Linked DNA regions of Drosophila melanogaster: region 1 is linked to region 2. The links are chromatin contacts, called in public Hi-C maps. All regions are on one chromosome and are shown on one strand. The core of a region is the stretch at or near the end of the contact, and the rest is flanking DNA. Distances in the headings are between cores, read along the strand shown.

The links. Hi-C and Micro-C count contacts between places; a contact is called where the count stands out from the background.
Region 1: a Hi-C map of the Kc167 cell line shows a contact between it and region 2, with 2.1 times the contacts expected there.

Annotation. Positions count from the first base shown.
Region 1 is chr2L:21,259,818-21,266,446 of dm6, forward strand. It overlaps CG8671, which reads left to right and starts at 3,139. Exons shown (of 11, transcript NM_001299195.1): 1 at 3,139-3,306; 2 at 3,831-3,969. l(2)k14505 (lethal (2) k14505) reads left to right here and starts at 1,351. Exons shown (of 4, transcript NM_001273739.1): 1 at 1,351-1,517; 2 at 1,595-1,902; 3 at 1,960-2,140; 4 at 2,196-2,594. The coding sequence starts at 1,418. The coding sequence ends at 2,446. mir-4974 (mir-4974 stem loop) reads left to right here and starts at 4,116; the gene lies at 4,116-4,217.
Region 2 is chr2L:20,924,458-20,930,840 of dm6, forward strand. It overlaps Nthl1 (Nth-like DNA glycosylase 1), which reads right to left and starts at 3,403. Exons shown (of 4, transcript NM_136234.3): 1 at 3,232-3,403; 2 at 2,700-3,167; 3 at 2,464-2,634; 4 at 1,862-2,407. The coding sequence starts at 3,342. The coding sequence ends at 1,991. It overlaps RPA2 (Replication protein A2), which reads right to left and starts at 1,690. Exons shown (of 4, transcript NM_136233.3): 1 at 1,577-1,690; 2 at 1,457-1,518; 3 at 807-1,393; 4 at 518-717. The coding sequence starts at 1,589. The coding sequence ends at 639. CG9270 reads right to left here. Exons shown (of 7, transcript NM_206019.2): 5 at 5,686-6,383; 6 at 5,211-5,627; 7 at 4,999-5,156. The coding sequence ends at 5,127. It also overlaps the pseudogene CR33318 and the pseudogene CR33319.

The DNA.
Region 1 (6,629 bases), core at 1,889-4,388, 340 kb after region 2:
GTAAAAGGGTATATTAGATTCCTTGTTAAGTATATAACAGGCAGAAGGAAGCGTTTCCGACAATGTAAAGTATATTCTCGATCAGGATCAATGGCCGAGTCGATCTAGGTATGTCCGTCTGTCCGTATGAACGTCAAGATCTCAGGAACGATAAAAGCTAGAAGGTTGCTAGTCAGGGAAGTCGACTATAGCATTCTCTCTTGTTTTTAATCAATATTTTGCCATTTTTGATCAATTTTTATCAAACAGCGTGGCAGTTTTTTGCGGTTTTAGGGCTATAGAATGGGCGGGTCAAAAAGTTGTTTGGCAAATCGACAGAAATTTTTAAGACTAATAAAAATATGAATAAATATCAAAACATTTTTCAAAAGTTTGATTATTATCCTCGTTTTTCTCGATGTTTATGTAGGCACGCTCCATATCTGCTTTTAATCAAAACATTGAACAACACAAAAAATGTAACAGTAACTATGTTTGGGATAGAATGATTGATAAATGAGTGCTTGCAACAGGTCCTGAAATTTATAGACTGAACGGTTACCCGATATATATATATATATGTATGTATATGTTGTTAGTTATTCATTGGTTACAAATTAATTTATTTTATTGTATTGCTTATATAAAGACATGAGTTTATAATTTAATGGTGGATACAGATTTTTTCTAATTTAAAGTAGCAACCGAAAGTTACAACAAAACTAGTATGTGTAATCTATACATCCCACATTAGTAGTACAGAATAATTTAGTAATAATATATATACATACTTTATAATGGTACGAATTAATCCATTTGAAAATTTGTATGTTACAACTTTAGAACATTTGTTTGCCCAAAAATAAGGATTCATATTTTTAAATAAAATTCTTATAAAGGAATGTGTTTAGATGGTTAGAAAGAGCCACCACTATCTTAGAATATGTTGCTAAAGTTTCAGCGTTGCAAGCTTATTTCAGAACGTTGCCTCAATCATACTAACGCCCACAACTGTCACTGCTACAGTTTTGGAAAAGGTTTTGATTTTATCATTTGTCTTGCACATTGTATCGATGTGCCAAAAATATGATGAGGCCAAACATATACAATGGTCATATCCAATAGTCAGAAATTAATAAAAACAAACAAGTTTTTTAAAAATACCGCACATGCAATTAGTGCGCATAGTGACATCTGCAGTCGCTAAAAGAGACCCAAGTGTTAAAAGCTTACTCGACTAGAAGCTATAAATGGCGATTAATTCCTCTAAGGGAATACCCTCGATGTCCTTATGAAGGCAGTGGAGTAGCACAGAAAGGTAAACAGTACCTACGACTGATTTATTGAGATTTGTGGAAAAAGTACTACAGCCACACTGAAAACTCAACTCTGCTGTTAAACAGCTGAAGACAAGTAGACAGGCAGACAAACTCTAAAAATGAACGGAAAGTATGTAGTTAGCGCCATCCGAGCTCTCCGGTTGACCAATTTCAGCCAGTGCAAAGGAGCCGCTAGCAGTTTCACTGTGCGCCACTATGGTAAGCCGCGATAGCCAGAATAAAAACGTGTGTTGCCATTTCATAACATCCCGCGATCGGCGGTTCTTCTCCTGCAGCCTCTCCTCCCAAGCGATTCTACAAGAAGACTTCCGTACTGAGCGGCGACAGCGGCTATGAAGTGGTGTTGGATCACCGGAAACTGAAAACGCCCAAGGGCACACCCTTCATCGTCCGCAGCGAACCCCTGGCCATTGCTGTAGCCACTGAGTTCGACGCTCAGAAGGAAAACATCGAGCGTTCCCGCATGCACTTATCCGCGCTCTGCTTCACGGCCATTGACAATCCCAATCACCTCTCCAAGTTGGACATGGTCAACTACCTTCTCAACTTCATCGCCACAGACACGGTGCTCTTCCAGTACGATGTGAGTGAATCAACTGAGAATTAGAGTGCACATTCCACAGACATATATCTTTTGCAGGACGAAAAGGACCTGCAGGACCTTCAGGTGAATGAATGGGACCCGGTGATCGCCTGGTTCAACCAGCGCTACGACACAAACCTGCAGAAGACCATGAACATAACGCCGCCTCAGGTCAGCGAGCAGGATAAAATGAATGTCGCAAAGCATTTTCAGTCCTACAGTTTGGAAACTCTGCATGGTAATGCAGACCATAAGTCTGGAGTTCAACGTCTATTAAATATATTTTCCTCCAGGCTTCATTTTCGCTGTGGACACCTTAAAGTCGATTGTCCTTGCCTGCGCCGTCATCGAGCAGATGCTTACCGTGGAGAAGGCTGTGGCCCTGGCGCGTCTAGAGGAAGAATACCAACTTAAGTTCTGGGGTCGCGTGGAGTGGGCACATGATTTAAGCCAACAGGAGTTGCAAGCACGCCTGGCGGCTGCCGTGCTCTTCGTACACCTTAACTGTTCGGAAAACCTTGTTAAGCAAAAGATAATTCTTTAAAATTAAAATACCTGTTCAACATACATATGAGCTGACTACCACAGGGTTATGGTAGCACGTATGTAGGTCTCCTAGGACCTAGGACATAATAATAGATGTATATAAATCGTGCCTAGTTTGAAACTTATCAAGGTCAGGTCATCCTCCCTTTTTTTTTAGCTCTTACCGGTTTTTTTTTGTTGTAATAATACGGTTTATATTATCATTTTTTCATACTTTCTTTAAGCACGAAAGTAACATACTCTTTTGACGTCTCTTATAACACAACTGAATTTTAGTTCTGATTTTAATTAGTAAGCCACAAGGATTCTGGTACAGCAATACGTGGAGGCAGTGAACATAAGGAAGTACATTAAGTTTTTTGGAACTACACATGTACAAATGTGTAGGATATATGTAACATTTTTAAATTTGAATGAGATTACTAAATTTTAGAAATATTTAGTTTGTTTAATCCTAATTTAAGGTTCGGTTTTTTTGCACCTTGACATAGAACCCTATTTTTGGAACCCATTGGCAAAACATGGACATTTATTTATCTTACTTAAGAAAAAATTAAGTGCTAGTGTAATAGGCGCTTAGAGGAAGTCTCAAAAAACAAAAATAATTAAGCAATTTTTTTTCGTAGGTGTGGTATATTCTGATAAATACTTGCTTGGTATTTTAAAATAGTTACGGTACAGTCCTACTGTACACTGCGGTCACACTGGTTCGGACGTGGGTGGCGCATCATCGGTGGTATTCTGTTGCTAATTAATCAAGTGCAAAACTACATTTTTCGCCAGTAAATCCGAGGAAAGCTAAGTTTGCAAGAAAACAAACGAAAGCAAAGGCAGTTGATAATATTACTGGCGCGTTTGGTAAGCAGCGTCGTTCGAGTGCGTGATTGTTCCAATGTTTGTGCTGGTGTGCGTTTGTGAGTGCCTTTTCACTAAAAAAAAATGTAAAAAAAAGTGTTGCCAAAGCAGTGAGGCATACATTTTCCCAGTCGCTTTGTTTCAAACGAACGAGATTTGCAAAATGCGATTTATAGACCAGAAAACAAATCTGTATCGTTGCGCTGGGGATATTTATCATTTGAACCATCCCTTTTCACTGTTCTCGGTAGAGGGGATGTGAAAAAACCAGCGACTACATCAACAAAAGCGTGTGTGTGAATATAACAATCTCGTTGTTCCCTAGTTTAGTTGCTAAGAAGCATTTTAATAATTGTGAAATCCCAGTACCGAGGACGACAACAAATGTAGATTTTTTCAAAGCACAAACAACTGCAGCACGACGTTCGTCGCCCTTCGGGAGCGGTTGTATTGGTGTTCCGTGCTGTTGTGTTTGTGCTACCACCTTGTTCGATTTTAATGTGTTGTTTCTGTTTTTCACATCAAAGCTCCGTATTTCGTGCGGAAAGTGTAAATGGCGTGTTTTAAATATTATTTCGGATGTGTCTCCGCTATATAATCAGCTGTTTGCAACGTTAGCGTTGACGCCCACATTTGAGCCCACTGTGTGCAGAATTCAACTAAAAGGTAAGTCCGATTGAGATAATTGTATTGTAAGCAAACACCAAACAGTCACACTTTTTACTATTTATATACATGGCTTACAGTGTTACCTCCTTAAACCGAATTTCATGTGTGTACACATTTACACGTATACGCATTGACTTCTTTTGTTCTTTGTTTTTATTCCCTGTCAGAGAGTATATTGATTTTAGGTGGACATTTGCGACCATATAAAATATATATATTCCTGATAAAGAATATTTAATATATCTTCTTTTTCGGTATACACCAGTGTTTGACAGTATATAATTTCGGTTTTAAACAGAAATCTGGATGAAGCTGTTCTATCTTTAATATCAAATTACGGAAAGGGTATATAAGCTCCGGTTTGTTGAAGCTACTATTCTTAATTTTAATTTTAAGTTGGTCTATGCTAATTGTGTTTTATCCTGATTTGTTTTTATCTTTTACTGTTTTTTTTTTGTACATTTTGGGAAGCTGAAACAATTTCTGATTAATTTTTAAAAAAGCGCGCCCTATAGGTAAATTTTACTGTGTAATTTAGTCGAATGATATTGGGCAGATTGGGCATGCAGATTGCAGTGACGTCGGCGGAGCTTAAGAATGTTTATGACTTCGTCTTCTAAAATGTTAATGTTTTTGAAAAAGGCTCTTAGAGAATACAATTGATTTTCTTGCCAATTAAAAAATATAATTCTGTCATAATCGTGGACGTCTGATATAGAATCTGCGAAAGGTCACGCTTTTAACTTTGCGTCAATATTTGGTCACCCACCGTTGGTTTGGCATATAAATTGCCGGGCTTTGGAATTTCAGTTTCGCAATGAAGTGTAAGGTGTGAAAAATGTTTGCAATAATCAAATCAAATCAGCACCAATGAGGTTAAACGGGGGAGGGCAACCCTGAATTGCTCGTTCAGATCTGACTTCGTCTGCTTCTGTAATGAGGATGTGCTCAATTAGATTCAAATCCATGTGGGTTCATAACGAGAAACAGGGAAAGTTCTACGGTTTCGGCTTTTTAGTGCTTTACTAACTAGAAAAATGGAATGGGTGTGCCCTTTAAAATATAACTAAAGAATACAGAACATAATTGGGGCTGTCAATGCCTTTTGTATCACCTTGCTTATTTATAGTTTGTATATTTTATACATATATCAATTTAAGCGGTTTTTGAATAATAATAGGGTATATTGATTTAAGCCAGAACTTTGTGCCGCAGTGAAGTATATAGAGATTTTACCAGATTCACTCGATTTGTTAAAAAGTATGTAAAAGGTTTTGAGTCCTTCCTAATGAACTCCTCGATCTCGGGAACTATAAAGGCTAGAAGTTGATATTAAGCATGCAGATTACAGAGACATAGACGCAGCCCAAGTATGTTTTAAATGTTTCATTTTAATATAGTATTTCCTGATCTGTATCGTAAGACAACAAAATTATGAAACTTTGCGTTCGTATTCCCACTAGCTGAGTAACGGGTATCTGTTAGTCTGGGAATTCGACTTTAGCATTCACTTTTGTTATACCCCTTACTCTACGAGTAATATGCTCTACGAGTAACGGTATGTAATAGGTACGAATATGTAATAGGCAGAATGAGGCGTTTCCGATCATGTAAAGTATATATATTCTTGATCAGGATCAATAGCCGAGTCGATTTGGCCGTCTGTCCGTGTGAACGTCGAGATCTCAGGAACTGTAAAAGCTAGAAGGTTAAGACTCAGCGTATAGATTGTAGAAACAAAGACGCACAAACCGCACAAAACTGCCACGCCCACACTTTTAGAAAATGAGTTGATATTTTTTCATATTTTTATTGGTTTTGTAAATTTCTATCGATTTGCAAAAAAAACTTTTTGCCACGCCCAAAAACCGCATTTACTGCTTGCTTTTTTATAATTTTATAATATAATAATAAAAATTATATATAATATAATATAATATATATAATGTAATATAATAGATAATATAAATAATATAATATAATATTTATAATATAATATAATATTTATAATATAATATAATATATATAATATAATATAATATAATATATATAATATAATATAATATAATATATATAATATAATATAATATATAATATATATATCATAATGTTCATTATGAACTATTTATACCAGTTACTCGTAGAGTAAAAGGTTTTACTAGGTTCTTTGAAAAGCATGTAGGTAGAAGAAAGCGTTTCCGGTAGTTTAAAATATATATATATTTTTTTTTTATCTGAATCATAAGAATTTAATACATTATATTTAACAGGGACTTAATCGAACACTTAACTATCCCACCAAAAAATTTAACGAACATATATATGGTAAAACCGACTAGCCCACTAGCCAAATTACAAAGATATAATACTATTCCCGTATATATACAATATTGATCAGGATCGCGCGCCAAGTCAATCCATGTGGGTGTCAAGATCTCTGGAAATATAGGAACTATTAAGTATGTAGATTCTAGAGACCCCTATGTTGTGAAAGTTAGGTTAGGTTGCGACGCCAACCTAACGCACTTAAACCAATTTCTATCGATATGACAACAATGCTTTGTTAACTTACATTCTGACGCCCACAAACACTAAATTATCAAGCTCACACTTTTCCAATTTTTTTTTTTTTCTGTATATCACATCTCAATTTCTGC
Region 2 (6,383 bases), core at 2,153-4,652:
GTTTTGATTTTGATTCCTGAGCTTGTAATTTTCTATGATAAATTCAAAAACTAATGAAATAAAACGCATTGAATGAATTTTATAAATTTTTTGCAATCCGATCTAACTATGCCCGATATACAATCAAAATATGCATTACCTAATTAAACAATTAACTTACTAGCGTTAAAAGTTAGTTAGTTATATATCTAAAAAATAAATTGATAATGAAATAAAGCGGTATGAACTTATCACATCCTTTTATCAAATGAAGCAAAGTGAAACGATTCAAAAAAACTTTATAATCCATTACAATTTTATAAATGAACAAGAATATTAATTAAACATAAAATAATTAAAATATTTCAGGTTTTCTATCTTTTTTGTAAGATATTTTAAATTCCCTTAGGACTATGAATCCGAAGACTTTTCATATGATAAGCCGTAAATATACACATACACCGGCAACTTGAAGAGCAAGATTTCCTCAAATACACATTTTCAACAGTCCCAATAAAAAATATCCCAAAATCACTTTCTGATTATATAAGAAATATTTAATGTACAACTAATATATGGAAAATGTTCCCGTTTTTCAAAAACTTAATACATATATTCAATACGCATTTTTAAATTAAATAGTGGTTACACGATTTGATTTACATTGTGCAAATAAAGTGATCTGCGTCAATGCTGGAATAAATGTGTCCCTCGGAAATCATAAAGTCCAGAATGTTGCTGTAAAAATAGGAACAATAAAATGTTATAATTAATATTAATTAATAAAGAATATCAAATGATGCAATAGTTTTGGATAAACAACTTACGTCAACTCAGAGTCGCTGATGTGGGAGAATTTGGCTTTCAGTTCCTTGCGGGAGATGCCCTCCTCGGAAACATTGCTCTTGATGGCCTGGAATACGGCCTGCTGCTTGGGCTCCAGCCCACTGACAATGGCCGAGCTCTGGGAGGCGGTGAAATCAGCTATGGAGCCTGAGCCGGAAGAAGCCCCTGCACCAGCTCCAGCTCCACCCTTGCTCTGGTAGTCCTCGGCCCTGTAGCGGGCATTGAGTACTTCCAGCAGGTGGGTGCACACCTCGTTGGGATCCAAAACGGGCAGTAGCTTGAAGATCATTAGGGTTTTGGAACCGCCTTGCGACCGGGTGGTGCCGTAGACCTTCACGTAGTTGTTGACCATTACTTCGGGTGCCTTGAGAGCGTCGCCCTCCTCAAGCCAGTAGTGCGCATCGATCCTGCCGCTATGATCCTCCAGGGTGTAGGTGATCTTCGTCGAGGAAGTCTCCACGTTCCGCACTATGGCCACAACACATGCCATGGCGTACTGCATGCCGAACAACTCGATGTTTCCCTCTGGGGCGTCCACAATCTGCTTCACCACCAGGGGCACTATTCCCTAGTTGCAATCATACGGAATCATGTTAGGTTGTGCAACTTTACTGGCGTCTCACTCACTTACTTCTCCCTTTTGATTGCTGGCGGCTCCAGTTGGCGCAGTTTGTGTGGCATTGAAATCTCCAACTAAAACGAGCTTCGTTATTAGTTCCCTTAATTTCTCTGAGCTACGGGCTATACTTACATGAATCATTCATTTTCTTGGCTTTTGAGGGATTTGTAATTGAGTATTCTATATAATTTCACAAGGGCCGCTGGTAAACAATAAAACGCGCGAACGTAGAGCTGATAGTGTGGCCGTAGGTCGAACACGTAGGAATAACATCTATTTAGTATATAAGAAATACGAAATATTGTAGTGTCAATATTTCAATATTTTTCCTGAAAAACTGAATTATTGTAATAAATTGGGAATATACCTTTTTCAGTTAAAACAAAAAAAGAAAAACCACAAAATTTTTTATTTTTTACAGGACTTACAGCCCCCTTAATAATTCATTTATTTTCTTATGGGTAACACAATATTTTTCTTAGCACTAATAATTTCAGAAACACTTAGAAACCTAAAACCTTTTTCAGCGTTCGCTGAACCTCTTTCCTATCGGTCTTTCTTCCTTTTTTCTTTAGTTTCAGCATGGGCTGAAGGACAAATGTCCTTGTTCAGGCACTCCCCACAATTTGGCTTCACTGGGGTGCAAATGGTTTGTCCGAATCCCACGAACAAATGATTGACCTCTGACCAGAGGCTGAATGGCAGCCACTTCTCCAACGCCACACGGGTTTGCTCGGGCTCCTTGGTGGGCTTCGGCACCCAGCCCAGCCTGTTAGAAAGGCGGTGGACGTGGACGTCCACTCCGATTCCGGTTATCTTGTTCCAGGCCACTGCCATGCATATATGGGCCATCTTGGGGCCAACTCCTGGAAGAGCTACAAGGTCCTTGACATTATCTGGAATGTCCGAACCATACTTGTCCGTCAGTATCTCCACGGTTTGCTTGAGGTATTTAGCTTTGTTCTGGAAGAGATCGAGAGTAAGTGCGATATATTTATTTATTATTAATTCCACCAAACCTTGTAGAAGGATACGGGATGCAGTAAATTCTCGAGTTCAGTCACTGGCATTTCCTTTACTTTCAGTGGAGTTAGACCTCGGTCTTTAAGGCGATTCATGGCTTCATAAGTAGTTTGGTCTTTGGTTTGACTGGACAGCATCAATGCCACTAAGTTTTGGAAGCGCTGGGTCTGCAAGGAAGTTGTTTGCTTGTAACATATTCTTCTATGTACTTAATTCCACTTATTGGAAATACCTTCGAGTCTGCTTTTAAATCGGCGCATCGGTGGCATCCCATGGTGTCCACTGGCGCAGTTCTGGAGTTTCTCATAATGCGAATGTTTTCTAGGTGGTTAAACCACAAAGGATGTGGTGCTTGCACCTCAGAAAAAGAAGGGGAATCCTCCGGAGCTTCCTGTTTTATTTGGGGTTCCACCTCCTCTCTTATCTTATCCACTCTCACTGGGGAGTCCACAGCATCAGGGACCACCTTGCATATGACCACAGTAGCCGAACCCATTTGAACTCTGGTTACCATGCGATCATCCTTTCTAAACTTTTTGGGTGCCACTCGAGCTGGAGACAAGGGCTCCATTTTAATGTTAGTTTTCTTCACGGCTTCCCCATTTAAGAGACGCTGCTTGCGGGTTTGCACGGGGGAGAAGAACACTGAGCTACTCGATCCTGCTGCGCCAGCAGATACACCAACCAGATCCTCTATATCCTGGAAGATTTAGAAACTGCGTCTTGAGTATCAATTTCATTGTTTATCATGCATTTCCGCCTACCCTCACGTTATCCGCCCTATTTGGACGACTTTTTATTTCCGTGGGTTTTATAAGATCTCCGCGTTTTGCCAACTTGTTGGCCAACGTTAATTTCTTTACATTTTTGGCCATAGCTAATACAATTTCTGCGCTTCAGTTTCAGTTTCCATGTTTGTTTACATTTCGAACCTATCGATTTCGATGTAGGAGAAACGGCCACACTTTACAACTAAGTAGCCGGGAACATTTGAAATTTCGAAATATTCAACTCATGCAAGTTAGGATTTTAAGAACCATTTTTCGTATGCTACAGCATAATAAGTTATAAGCTATTACAATACATTTTAAGCCACAAATTTAATTTTAATGCACTTGATTTAAAAAAAAGTACAAACTTTTCGATTTCGTTATCAACAGCTCATAAAATTTAACAAAGATATTTAAAATAAATTTTATACCCGATATTCGTATACTAGATTCGTTGAAAAGTAAGTAATAAGCAGAAGGAAGCGTTTCCGACCAACTACATATATATATATTCTTGATCAGGATCAGTCGATCTAGTATGAACGTCGAGATCCCAGGAACTATAAAAGCTAGAAGGTTGAGATTAAGAACAGTGGTTCTAGAGACATAGACGTAGCGCAATTTTGTAGAACCGATTTCCAATCTAACGCCCATAAACAGCCCGAAATTGTCATGCCCAAACTTTTGAAAAATGTTTTACTATTTTTTGATTTTTATGTTAGTTTTGTAAATTTATATGCCAAAATACTTTACGCCCACAAGCCGCGTAAACCTGTCACGCCCACATTCTCAGCAACATTTAAATTTTTATTTTATTATTTTGTTTCCAATTTCTACCAATATTCCAAAAAATATTGAAATTTCTCGTTCACACTTCCAGCTGTGCGAGGGAACTCGACTATAGCATTCTCTCTTGTTTTTAATCTGATGGGTAAGTAGCTTAAGTATAGCTAAAGTAAAGCTGAGTTAATAAACGCTTAAAACAAATGTATGTTCATCTTTGGATATACATATTTGCTTTTGGGGAACAACGGATATCGTTATCTTTCCACAGGGTTCTATTTTTTTTTATATTTTTAACAAAGGATTGGCTACTGGAGCGTTGTTCAATCACTATAGCACTGAAAAAGTTGACAGCCTCAAAACTTCAAACTTTTGGCAGGTCTCCCATTTTAGTTCACTGATATATAATTCTTTATGTAGACTGACATAAATTTTAATTGTGATTTTTCGGTAAATATTGTTACGATAAAAATGGGAACAGCGAGTGCGTTATCTTCAAAACAGGATGGATCCCGAGTCGTCCATGAACATTAACGGACTCTATCTGGAGGTCCACAGGTAATGGGGATCCCTTTGCATATCGATGTTACTTGACAAGCGAGTTGAGCATGTGACATACAACGGGTTGCCATTGGGCAAAGAGTAAAAATCTATTGTTATTTTGCAGATCTGTCAACGACAAGGTGTTGGGTGGCAACAGCAATGGGTCTCTCAAGTACATCAACCCGATTAAGCAAGGTGCGCGAAATCCGCCCGAGTAAGTTACTTGTAAAGTAATGGACCTGAGACTCCCCGCGTCCTAGCAGTTCCTTGAATCCGAGCCAACATGCGTTGAGCCAACAACTAACATTTTGGTCTTTATAGACTCGACTATGTGGAGGAGGTGGCCTATGTCATCCTCCGTCTATTACATAAGGTAGTTTTATGGGATGCACCTTGGGATTTATTTCGGGGAACTCGACTATAGCATTCTCTCTTGTTTGTATACCACAATACTGTAATAACAACATTGTAATCAAAAAATTGTATTTCTCATTAATCGCAATCGGCTTTTAAGAAACAAAAAAAATGGAAAATGGAATATATTTGAATTATATACGCTCTAATCATTGAGATAGCAGTCTTCTTTCGTGGGCCTGCAAAGAAAGCATTACCAACAAAACAAAATTAATAAATATTCATCTACTGACCTCAAGTGCCAGCTTCAGAAGGTGCTCGAAACTCGACCGACCCGTCTGGAGCACCATCCCGTAAAAGACTTTGCTCCACGATTGGGTCAGTAGTTCGAATGGTGATCCGAACTCCACTAGAGTACCAGCGTCCAGAACCATGACCCTGTCCGAATCGATGATCGTGTTCAACCTGTGAGCTATGGTCAGAACTGTGCAATCTCTGAACTTCCTGCGAATGGTGGATTGTATGAGGGCGTCTGTTTGGGGATCTACATTTGCGGTAGCCTCGTCCATCACAAGGATGCGGTTCTCGCGGAGAATCGCCCTGGCCAAGCAGACCAACTGCCTCTGACCTACACTGTAGTTGGATCCGCCCTCGGCAACCACACTTTCCAGGCCATTCGGCAGCTCGGATACCTCATCTTTGAGGTGCACCTGGCGAGGGAAAATGGTTTAATTATAGTTATGATTGTCAGGTTTGGTAATTACTCACCTCTTCTAAGGCCTCCCACAATTTTTCATCAGCATACTGTTCAAAGGGATCCAAATTGCAGCGCAGGGTGCCGGAAAATAGCACAGGTTCCTGGGGAATTATAGAGATCTTGCTGCGCAGATCATGAAGCCCAATTCCAAGAATATCGGTGTTGTCTATCACCAAGGATCCTTCGTTGTAGGACAGCCTAAAGAGGGCATTTATAAGGGAGGACTTTCCGGCACCAGTTCTGCCCACGATGCCAATCTTTTCGCGTGGCATGATAATGAAATTCAGTGACTTGAGGACTCTATCTGCCTTGGGATCGGGGTTGTACCTTAGACTTAGTTGTTCCGCACTGATCAGACCCTCTTGTGGCCAATTCATCGGTGGTTTCTTGTCGTCTGGGGACTCGAATTCTCCCTCTGCTTCCAGGTGCCTATATTCTAGCACTCTTTCCACAGAAGTCATGGAGTTCTCCAGCTCAGCGGATTGCCTCATTCCCCACTGAACAGTCCCCGTCATGGACATAGCCTGGGTAATAACTAAACCGATTTGACCAGGATTATCCACGGGGGGGTTAAAATAGCTCATTAGGGTTACCGATATGACGTAGGCCACGCAAAACAGATCCAGATAGTAACCAAAGGCTCGATTTGTGGACAGGAATGTATAGTAGCCGGAACTGTGGATATCCTGGTAGTTATCGTATTCCTTGG